2 separate regions of the Mus musculus genome follow, and region 1 is linked to region 2. Evidence: chromatin contacts called from public HiChIP or PLAC-seq data. All regions are on one chromosome and are shown on one strand. Each heading gives the region's core, a stretch centred on a gene start, on an enhancer-like site or on the middle of the called end of the contact. The rest is flanking DNA. Distances are from core to core; before and after follow the strand shown.

Region 1 (5,922 bases), core at 3-2,502, 51 kb after region 2:
GATGGGGAGGGAGCTTTAGGAGTGAAAGGAAGCCCTAAGTGCAGGGGACCTCCAAAAGCTTCTTTCTTTTTTTTTTTTTTTTTTTTTTTGGTTTTTCGAGACAGGGTTTCTCTGTGTAGCCCTGGCTGTCCTGGCACTCACTTTGTAGACCAGGCTGGCCTCGAACTCAGAAATCCGCCTGCCTCTGCCTCCCGAGTGCTGGGATTAAAGGCGTGCGCCACCACGCCCGGCCAAAAGCTTCTTTCAAGAAGCTATGAGAAGGAAAAGGAATAGTTGGGCCTTTCTAATGATTACTCAGAACAGAATGGTGAGTGTACCCAGCCAAACCCCGTAAGAAGTGTGCCAGGGGCTGGAAATTTTAGGAAGGAAAAATACATTATCTTAAGATGAACCCAGCATACTAGGAATGGCTCCTTTTTCTGAGTATGGTCCAGTAACCCGAACTTCACCTGCCCAACTGCATTAACTCTTCAGCACAGAGACAAGGTCATAGTCACACCCAGAAGTATATTCCAATCTATCACATAAAATTGGTAGTGGTGTTTCACACCTGTAATGTCAACACTCAGGAGGTGGAGGCAGGAGGATCAGAAACTAAGGGCTAGTAGCTTCATGGGAGCCTGTCTTATAAAACAAACAAGAACAACAACAACAACAACAACAAAAAACCCGCCAAAACCCCAAAGGTTACTGTCAATTTTATTAAATTATTGCCTTGGTCCGGAATCCCCTGCCCTGCACATTTGGCATGAGAAGCACAGGTCTGGGCAACACAGATGCAGAGGGTCATCGTCAGGGGAGGGGATCCACGGCCACACTTCTGGGACAGGCTCTGTACTGGGCTCTAACACATTTAAGTCCTCACTCACATCGATGTTTAAAAAGCAGTTCTCCCACGCAGCGGAGGTGCAACTGGCACCGAACAGCTCTCGGTTCCAGGCATCCCCCGCGCTTGGGCTGCCCCGCACGTGGCGCCCGCTTGGGCCGCGCCCCCTTCTCATCGCTGCCACGGCTGCGTCACTCTCATTCGCCAGGACGGCGTCGCCAAGCGAATGAACTACAGCCTCTCGCTCGGAGCCTCCCGCACCCATCCCACGCTCTACCACGAAAGCGTGAGATCACCGGGGGGGGGGGGGGGGGGGGGGAGGGGGAGAAGCGCCGCTTCACGCCGAGAACTACATTTCCCGTCAGGTCTTGCGGCGTCGCGCAGCGCGCGCGCAGGCGCGCGCTCGGTGTGCGTGGCGGCGTCAGCGGTTCTAGAACGTTGCTGTGGTAGCGCTCGGGCGCCATGTTAGGACGAAGGGGAAGGAGGAGAAGCGCTTAAAGCGGCGGGGCACGGGTGCAGGACTGGGTTGGCCCCGGGGCTGAGGTAGGCTGCCGTCCTTCCCGCCTCGGTGGATCATGCCCAGGACGGCAGCGGTCGCGGGGGGGAAGTGACTGGGCGGTGCCGGCGCCGGAGACGATGCCGTTGTAAGTGATTGGCGTGCTGAGTGAGGCGCACGCCGGCCGGGCCCCGGGGGTGGCGGAGGGGGAGGGGAGGCGCACGGGCGCCCCGGGCCGCGGCTTCCGGCCCCTCGGGCGCGGGGCCCCCGCAGGATCCCCAAGCGGAACGGCGCCCGGCGCGGACTGGCGGGCCGCGGCTCCCGGGTTCCTTCCTGTCCCGGTTTCACCATGGCGCCGTCCAGCCCCCTAGTTCCCCACTTCCGCTTCCCTCGGAGCGGGTGAGGAACCGGGGCCGGGAGGGAGCAGGCCGCGCTGGCGGCCCGGGGGCAGCTTCCGGAACGGCGGGCTGCGGGGCGGCGCCGTCCCTGCTTTGTTGTGACTAGGCAACCTGGCTTCGGCGCGCTACCTGATCGCTCCCGCCCTTGGGTCACTTGTGTTGTGATTGCGAGTGTACGCTTTGAGCTAATTCACTTAGGCCTTCTAATGTCGCTAGGTCTACTTTACACACTTGACCGTGATTTTTCTTTACTTAATTTCCCCCCTCCCCCCTTTTCTCCTAAGAAAGATATTTGGAAACCGGTTGTTGGGATTCGAAAGTAGATGAGGGTTTTATGTTCCAACTAACCTATCTTGGCGAAAAGGCTTTAGGTCGTGCGACTGCTTTTCTTCCAAACAAGAGAGGCAGTTTTGGACGTAGCCTCAATGTGACAGATCTAGGGTTGTACTTACTAATTTAAAAATGGATTTCATGCGCTTTTCTTTCTCACACACTAGCTTGCTAGCTTTACTCGACCCTGATGTTTAGTCCAGAGACCTGTCAGCTGTATTTCTGTAGTGATAACATTTGTTGGGCTTAATTAACCACAAAGTTCCCTTTGACTCCTTATTCATGGAACAAGGGTAAAGGAGCACGAGAATAGAATCTATAAAGATGTTTGGTGTTTTTCAGTGGGGTTCAAGTAGATGTGAGTGAGTGAGGTGTTGTCACATGATGACCTTGTATTAGCTCATCCAGACTTTTTTCTGATACATCAGTGCTTAAAAAAAGATATGGTTGCACACTCTAAAGGGAAGGCTTCGGATTAGAAATGTTATCTTGTGTCTGGGAGTGAAGGTAGGAGGGAGAGTACAGGTTTCCTGCAGTTTTTATTTCAGTGCACTTCTGAAAGTGGAACGGTACAAGGAGGCTGCATGAGCACCGCACATGTCCAGGTCTATGCTTGAAGTTCTTCAGTCTATTTCCTTTAGGTTTAAAAAAATGGAGCCAAGACAGATGGACATGCACATGACCCCTTTTTTTTGTGTGTTTCATGGGATTTGAACTCTATAGCCAGTTTCTTACAAGCTGTTCTATCTCCATCCAGAGTGTACTGGGACTTTTAATCCAGGGAAACCCAAGACTGCCTGGCTGAGGAGGACAGGCCTGCCTTCCTCCTCATTACTTTGTTTCTTGAGGGCTCTGTCCCTGAGCTCACCTCTCCATGGGACGCCTTGTTCTTCTGTGTGCCAGCATCACTTGCCATGATTTTTACTTTTGATCTTTTGAATTGAGATTTCCTGGATAGTTTGTGTTTGGTATCCAGTGTGGGTTTTGGTGTGCCTGTTAAATTTAGACAATGTAAGTTGGGATTGAAGCATAGACAGTTCAGGTGAATGGTCAGAATGGACTGAGTCGTTACAAAACATTCTCAAAGGTATATGGTTTGTGTATAATTACATACATAATTTGGAAAATGCTGGTACCTTTTGATTGCCATAGTGGTGAAACTTAGAAAAGTTATGGAGGAAGCTAAAGCTTTTTAAAATACTTGAAATTTCTGCATTCTCCATTAACAGAGTTTCTCACCTCAGTGCTGTAACCCTGGTAATTTCTGGAGGGCCCTTCCCACGTCTTGTTGGGTGTGTAACAGTACCTCTGACCTGCTTAGTGGTTGCCAACGGCTTTACCCCAGGAACTTCTCACAGTGGCAAACGCACAGATGTCCCCAGACTTTTCCAGATGTACTCTGAGGGACTTTGTTCGTGGTTTAAGAACCACTGCATTAACACAAAGTATATATCATTATAGACATTTTATTCTCTGTGCCATATGCTAGTGTCCACATCTTTCTTTGTACCAGTACCAGTGACTTAGCAAGTGTCAGAATGTTGTTGAAGTTGTTGGTAGAACTATTTAGTGAGACTTAAGACAGTAGTTCTTCTAAGTGTATAAAGGACTTTTACTGGTAAGAAAATGGGGCAGGGAACTTGCCTAGAGTCAAAGGTGGGAGTGGGTGGGTAGGAGAGTGAGGGGGGTATGGGGGACTTTTGGGATAGCATTGGAAATGTAAATGAAGAAAATACCTAATTAAAAAAGAAAAGGAAATAAGGACAAAAAGTTTAACACAATTCCATTCAAATAAAATTATAACTAACATTACAAAAAACAAACAAACAAAAAACCCAAAAGGTAGAGCTGGGTCCTGCTCGGGAATATGATGTGGCTGTGCCTTAGCATGGTCTGCTGGTGCATTACTGGGATCCTTTTTACCCGGTTGAGAGCTTTTGTTGGTTCTGTAATCTCAGCTCTAGAAGTGGGGGAGAGGGTTTTGAGTACAACTTAAGCTACATGATAAAAGTAAAATCCCATCTCAAAGACAGGAGACGGCAGTTTATTAGCAAACATTGTAGGTTTTTTAAAATATAAATATATAAAATAATGGGTTTTGTTGTGATGTTTTCATGCTTGTATATGAGTACTACTCTCATTGGCACCCTTCTCCATCTCTTGTCCGTTCCTCTATTCTTCTGCCAAGGAGTGACTGTTTACCTCTTTCCCCTCCTTCCTTCTCTCCCTCTTTCTTTGTTTCTGAGACAGAGTTTCTCTGTGTAGGCTTGGCTGACCTTGAACTCAAGAGATCTGCCTGCCTCTGCCTCCTGAGTGTTCAGATTAAAGGCGTGCCCCACCACAGCCTTTTGAATTGAGATTTCCTTTTTTTTGGAGACAGGGTCAGGGTCTTGCTACCATTCAGGCTGGCTTCTCACTTGTGCTCCAGACTTTTAAGGGTGGAATGATGGCATCTCTCAGCTGGGTGGAAAAATGTTTGAAGCTTAATTCCAGCTTTAGCTAGGAGGTATGTGGCTAGTGGAGGTCTGAGCAGGAATTGCCTGACAGGAATGAGGTCCTGAGTTCCATCCCTAGTAGTTCAAAGAAAGAAAAATGCTAGTTTTATAAAAGTCTGACCCTTAAGATTGTCTTTTTAATATGGTGTGGCATTAGAATGGAGAATATTAGTTTTGAGAAGAGTACTGTGTGTGAGTAACTTAAAGTAATAACTGTGTTCATGGGACTTGTGATGTTTCTGTTGAGTATTTAACATTGGGACACTTAAACTCGAGAATAAGTGAGGCTGTTGTCAGCTCACAGAAAACAACTTGGCAGTATTTGTTGTGGCCAGGAAATAATCGGAGCTTTATGCATGAAGCATGCTTTGGTGATACCAGAATGCTGTAGGACCTGTTCATTTTTAGAAGATATGTGTAATTCAGTGAGCCCTTACTTTGTAAATTAGGAAAAGGATATGATGCCAGGTTATATTCGTGTGCATCAACCAAAACAATTTATTGAAGTAGATTTGAGTGCAGAAGCTGATAGGGGAATCAAGCCATATTTAGCTTAGCTGGAATTGAGATTTACAGAAATGTACTTTATTCTTACTACTTAAAGGATTTTTTTTGAAACTCCTGTTTCATAGGAATATTATGCTGAGGGCTTCTTGTTCTGTAAACAAGTGTTTCAGTTCTCAACTATAATTTTGCAGTATAATAAATTTTGGTGGACAGAACTCATAAAAAGGTTGAGCTGCTCTGTGCAGCCCTAGAGCAGGCTGAGGACTGAGCTGGTGGGTTTGTTTGTTTGCTTGTTTGTTTGTTTTCAGGGTTTTTTTGTGGCAGGGTTTCTCAGTCTAGCCCTGGCTGTCTTGGAACTCACTTTGTAGACCAGGCTGGTCTCGGGAACTCAGAAATCTGCCTGCCTCTGCCTCCTGAGTGCTGGAGTTAAAGGTGGGGGGCCACCATGCGCTTAACATTGATCAGGATGGACACAATATGCAGAATAGTTTTTTTTTGTTACACAGTGATTGTATTTTCTTTAAGGCTGCAACTTTAGTTACTTTATTTCAGGCATCTAAGAGAAACATAACTTAAAAACAAGGCACTATTGAGAGCAAAAATGGACTAATAGAAGAATGGGGTAAAGAAAAGGTATTAGATAATCTTTAGAAAAATAATTTCTGAAGTGGAGGACACATGTATGTGTGGGTAAGGTGCACACATGTACGCTCATTCTTGTGGAGCCAGAGATTGTCCTTGAGTGTCTTCCTTTCTCGCTCTCCATTTTGCTTTTTAAGACAGCAAATCTGAGTCTGGAGTTGCCGCAGTAAGCTTCCCCAGCTGGCCACTGTGCTCTGGGGTCCCACTTCTGCCTCCTTTCCCAGAAGG
Region 2 (5,499 bases), core at 1,780-4,279:
AGAACTGGGTCCTAGTTGGATTTGTAGTCAACTTAACCCACAGGAAGAGAACCTCTCTGAAGGAGTTGTCTCAGCAGGATCGGCCGGAGGACGCATGGAAGGCATGCAGAGGGCCTGCCCCACTGTGGGCAGTGGCAATCCTAGGCAGATGTAAGCTCAACACTGGCCCTAGCCCAAGAGCAAGCCAGTGAGCAATGTTCATCCGCGGCCGCTGATCCACTTCCTGCTTCCATGTTTGCCCTTCATTTCTTCCTTAACTCCCCCACCCCCACCCCATGATGCAATGTGACAGGAAAGTGTACTTCAGTTAACCCTCTCCTCTCCTAAGCTCACCCTCAAAGAGAAGCAAACAAGTAAAGAATATGACTTCATGCCAGCCCAATAGAATAATATCTGATGTCCCTAGAATTGCCCTATTGTCTATATCTCACAAGACTGAACTCACAAGATGCCTGCACCCATGAGTCATGCTAGGTCAGCTATGATTATCTGTTTAGGCACTGTCTAGACTCAATCATCTTCCCCCCACCTTTCTTTTTTCTTTTTTCTTCCTGACACAAGATCTTACCCTGTAATCCAGGGTGGCCTGGAACTTTCTAAGCAGACCTTAAAATGTGGCAATTCCCTGCCCCAGCCTCCCATGTAAGTTCTGGGATTATGATCATAAGCCACTAGGTCCAGCCAGGACAGTGTGTCAATAACAACTACTACTGCTACCATTACTACTTCTTCTTCCTCCTCTTTCTCCTCTTCTTCTTCTTCCTCTTCCTCCTCCTCTTCCTCCTCTCTCTTCTTCCCCCCTCCTTCCCTCTCCCTCCCTCAAGTGTGTGCACACAAGCACACACACACACACACACACACACAGTCTTTTTTTTTTTTTTTTTTTTAAGATTTTATGTATTTATTATATATAGGGACACTGTCGCTGTCTTCAGACACTCCAGAAGAGGGAGTCAGATTTTGTTACAGATGGTTGTGAGCCACCATGTGGCTGCTGGGATTTGAACTCCGGACCTTCGGAAGAGCAGTCGGGTGCTCTTACCCACTGAGCCATCTCACCAGCCCCAGTCTTTTTTTTTTAGATTTTTTTAATTATTATATTTAAGTACACTATAGCTGTCATTATACACACCAGAAAAAAAGGGTGTCAGCTCTTATTACAAATGGTTGTGAGCCACCATGTGGTTGCTGAGATTTGAACTCAGGATCTTCAGAAGAGCAGTCAGTGCTCTTAACCACTGAGCCATCTCTCTATCCCCTACCCCTACCCCCCACTCATGAATCTCCCTTGAGTGAGAATAAGTCACCATGGTGATTAAGCAGACATTAGCAGTTCCACTCAAGGCTGGGCACACTGGCAGTCTGTGAATGAAGCTTCAGGGGTCAGGGGACCAGGTCTGATGCCTGAAGGCGTGCCCGGCATGCTGGCGGACCTGGGGTCCATCTCCAACTCTGGAGAGCAATGTTAGGGAAGGGAAAGAAACCTAGGCATCACTCCGTCTTTTGTATTTGGACCTCATGTCAGCGATCCAGAAAAAAACAAAACAACAACAACGACAACGAACAGTGCCAACCACACTCATTGCACAAAGCTCTCTAGTTTGTCAGTGTTTTGCTGAGACACCCAGGCTGGTCTGCCCACTTTATGGGCCCAAGTAATCCTCCAAGCTTAGCCTCCAGAGCAGCTTCATTAGGCACTTACCACTGAGGCCAGCTTGGTCACCACGAAGTGTCACCAAGACCACAATGACTTCATCTCCGGGCAGAATAGAGCATTTATGTCAATTAAAACCCTCGTACTGAGACCTGGTACAGGGTCCGGGGCCATAGCTGAGTTGCTAGATTGCTTGCCCAACATGCACAAAGCCCTCGGTTTGATCCTCAGCCCCACATAAGCTAGGGGTGGTGGCACACAGCTGTGACTCTAGCACTCACCAAGCAGAAGTCATCCTCTGCTACATAATGAGTGCAAGGCTAGCCTGGGCTACGTGAGACCCTGTTTCAAAACAAACCAAGCAAACCCCCACCGGATCCTGAGCTTCACAGTCATGTGAGCCCTGTGATAGGTGACTGAAAGGTGACTGAAGATCCTTCTAGAAGGACCTGTTTTCACAGCTTCCCTTCCCCTCGGGGCCAACGTAGAGTTCACAGGTGTTGTCACAAGGAACAGCTCTGCCTTAATTTAGTTCTTCATTCCCATTAAATGTCAGTGGTGGCTGGGAACATTTCTGTATTTCATGCAGTTTTTTCTTCTCCAATAAGGGACCCTGTCTCAGCCCTAAGCAGTGTCTAACTAAAGAGCCCAGAAAAGACTGCAGAGTCAAGCCGGGCGTGGTGGCACACGCCTTTAATCCCAGCACTCGGGAGGCAGAGGCAGGCGGATTTCTGAGTTCGAGGCCAGCCTGGTCTACAAAGTGAGTTCCAGGACAGCCAGGGCTACACAGAGAAACCCTGTCTCGAAAAACCAAAAAAAAAAAAAAAAAAAAAAAAAAAAAGACTGCAGAGTCTGTAACGGTGTCCGTTTAACTTACTAAGTCTGCTTCAATATAACTAATGTTATATCCTTCCTCTCCCTCGCTCTCTCCACCCCCCCTTCTCTGTATTTTATCCATTTAGGCCAAAAAGTTCGCAACTTATGTAGTCGCCTCAGGACTTCAGTATGGAGCAGAAGGAGGCATCTTACACACGTTTTTTAAGGTCTGGTTTTTTCCAAGGACTAAGTAGACTCTACTTTCTTCATTTTTAATTTCACTTTCAAGTTAGGTTACAAAGTAGCCACTTCCTCACCCCATGTCCCTGCCTTCAACCTCACTCGGGGCCTGAGACTCTGGGGATTCTTTGTTGGCATTTATTTGATTTATTATTATTACTACTACTACTATATACATGTATATTATGTGTATGCTGGGGCCTGCACACGCCTCAGCTCCAATACACGAGTCAGAGGACAGCTTGGTGGAGTCCCTGTTGGAAAGTGTTTACCTGCTGAGCCATCTGTCAGCCCACTGTGTGCATTCTCCAACTGTGTTTTATAAGGCAGGGGGTGCCAGCCTGCAAAGGCAGGACTGAGAGAGACTGAGATCAGCCTAGAAGACAATGGTAAAACTCTGTCTCAGAGAACAAAGAGAAAGGAGGGGGAGGGGGAGGGGAGGTGGGGAGGGGAGGGGAAAGGGAGAAGAGGGAGGGGAGGGGAGGGGAGGTGGGGAGGGGAGGGGAAGGGGAGAGGAGGGAGGGGATGAGAGGGTTGGGTTCAGTCCTCAGTGGGTGATGGTAGGAGAACCAAGTCACACTTGTACTTTGACACATACCGCTACACACACTCGCTCCCTCACATAGTAAGAACTTTAAATTTAAAGAGAAAGTTCATAAACATATCTGGCTGTCTTTTCACAGCTATGCTTTAAGGAAAGGTGAAAATTTAAAAAAAAAAAATGATAAAAAAGAAAGTCGAGGAGGGAGGAGATCAAGCCTGTATCTCTGGTAAGACCAGTCAGCATGAGGAGTCAGTCAGCGTGAGGAGTCAGTCAGCGTGAGGAGTCAGTCAGCATGAGGAGTCAGTCAGCGTGAGGAGTCAGTCAGCGTGAGGAGTCAGTCAGCATGAGGAGTCAGTCAGCGTGAGGAGTCGGCATGAGGTCTGAGCGTGAGGAAGGCATCTAAACCATGGGCACCACTGTGCCACCTGGAGAGTCCACACACAGGAGGACTGAGAACTGGGACCCACAGGATCTGGAGGATACGGGAAATGGGAGGGAGACCCAGGAGGGACAAAGAGAAATGGCAGGCAGTGTTGCCAATGGTGACCAGGAAGAGTCTATCAGAAACAAACAAACAAAACAAAACAAAAAACCCCATAAAAAACGGAGTTGCCTGTAGGGTCAAATACTGCAGATTGTTAAGATGAGATCTAAGCGTTGACAATTAGATTTTTTTTATGGGGCTGACTGTATTAAAGTCTGAGAGAAGGGGACCCAAGAGGGACAACTAGAGGCCAGGCATGCGCGTGCGCGGTGGCGCTTCTGGAGCCCCCTGAGAAACACATGCTGGGGCAAACGCCCCCTGCCCGTCTCTTTCAGATGGCCTGGCTGGGCGAGGTCCCCGCACTACCCGTGTTTGGAGATGGGACCAATTGCATTCCGGCCATTCATGTTGTTGACCTCGCAGGGTAAGAGGCCTCCCTGATGTGTGGCGTGTCCCGGAAGTGTGTCTGATGAAGCATTCATTATCCACCCCATGTCTCCACACTTCTGATCACGAGTGTAGCTTCATCACTTAGAGACCCTGTCAGCCGAGAAACAGCCCTGGGAAAGAAAGGGCTTGGGGTACACTGCTGAACAACCCATTTCTTTTCCCCTTTGTCTCAGATAAGATGGGTTGCAATGGTAGACAAAGTTCCAAAAGCCGGGCAGCGAACTGTAAGCCTGAACCCCCCCCCCCCCCCTTTGAAACAGGGTCTCACTCTCCTCTGCCTCCAGCCTTAGCTTCCCCAGGGGCAGAATTCAAATCTTATACGTGTCCTACAAATAATAAGGAAATTGTATATCCTGAGGCCATGGCCGGGGGAACTTCACGTTCCCCTATGGGAAGGGCTGGGCGAGGTCACAAGGACTCTCATAGCCTCAGAAGCAACTCATTCAATAAACACTGTTGCTGGGTGTGGTGGCCCACACCTTTAATCCCAGCACTTGGGAGGCAGAGGCAGGTTGATTTCTGAGTTAGAGGCCAGCCTGGTCTACAGAGTGAGTCCCAGGACAGCCAGGGCTACACAGAGAAACCCTGTCTCCAAAAACCAGAAACAAAAAACAAAACAAACAACCACACACACACACTGTTTCCACATTAAACAGATGACAGATATCACAAAATCCTTTCTATAGTGAGCACGGGTTATAGTTTTGCATTTGTTTTAGGGTCAGAAAAGGTTAGAGATCAGCCAAGCTTAACACATTCCATTCCAGAAGGTTTACCTAATAACCCGAGGGTGTTAGTGTATAGAGGTTAAGAGTGAAGAGTTGTGTTTCTCCAAAAGGCCTGAAGAAGCTTTGGTTCTCAACGTGAAACCCTCCAACCCTCAATGGGCCCCCCCTGGGAGCTCTCTGCCCTGGGGGGGACAAGCCCTCTGCAGTGTAACAAAGAGGCGGCTTCTTCTAACCACTTGGGTCTCACACTTGGCCTGAATGTCCCACTCTCCAAGCCTTCCAACCCAGTCCAGGTAGATGCTGACGCAAGCAACAGGGTGGAGAGCTGGGTCACAGTTCTTGAAACGCCAGCCTTGCGTTCCAACCGCCTGGGCTTTACACTGCCCTACAGGCTGGTCTCCAAGGGGGCTGGTTCTAGAGTCCTAGATTTTTTTCCCTCTCAGGGATGGAAATCATTCCGGGTCTTAGAGAGAGTCACATAGATTGAACTTCAGGGCCACAACTCTGTGTAGATCTCTGTAAGCCCTGACCCTAAGTGATTCCTATTACTATTCTGAGAGCAGAGTCTCTGGAAAATGATACA

Evidence for each region. HiChIP or PLAC-seq counts read pairs in DNA pulled down with a chosen protein or histone mark.
Region 1: an H3K27ac HiChIP or PLAC-seq map of embryonic stem cells shows a contact between it and region 2, with 52 read pairs. The contact joins the promoter of Papola here to the enhancer-like site in region 2. A contact is called at or near these places in 32 of 484 Hi-C or Micro-C datasets (the C2C12 cell line, the G1E-ER4 cell line, bone marrow-derived macrophages and 7 more), 11 of 115 datasets of contacts at active chromatin or transcription factors (CD8 T cells, bone marrow-derived macrophages, embryonic stem cells and 3 more) and 3 of 9 other capture datasets (adipose tissue, liver and pancreatic islet).

What each region holds. Positions count from the first base shown.
Region 1 is chr12:105,783,445-105,789,366 of GRCm38.p6, forward strand. Papola (poly (A) polymerase alpha) reads left to right here and starts at 1,253. Exons shown (of 22, transcript NM_011112.4): 1 at 1,253-1,470. The coding sequence starts at 1,463.
Region 2 is chr12:105,730,817-105,736,315 of GRCm38.p6, forward strand. It overlaps Ak7 (adenylate kinase 7), which reads left to right. Exons shown (of 18, transcript NM_030187.1): 6 at 2,617-2,697; 7 at 4,074-4,162. Among named protein-coding and RNA genes, the nearest start is that of Ak7, 28 kb to the left of the region's middle. Within about 2 kb of position 3,030, at least 43 of the 459 cell types and tissues checked have an H3K27ac peak or open chromatin away from gene starts, as enhancers often do. A contact at or near this core is called in CD8 T cells, embryonic stem cells, extraembryonic endoderm stem cells and 4 more, where this site is marked.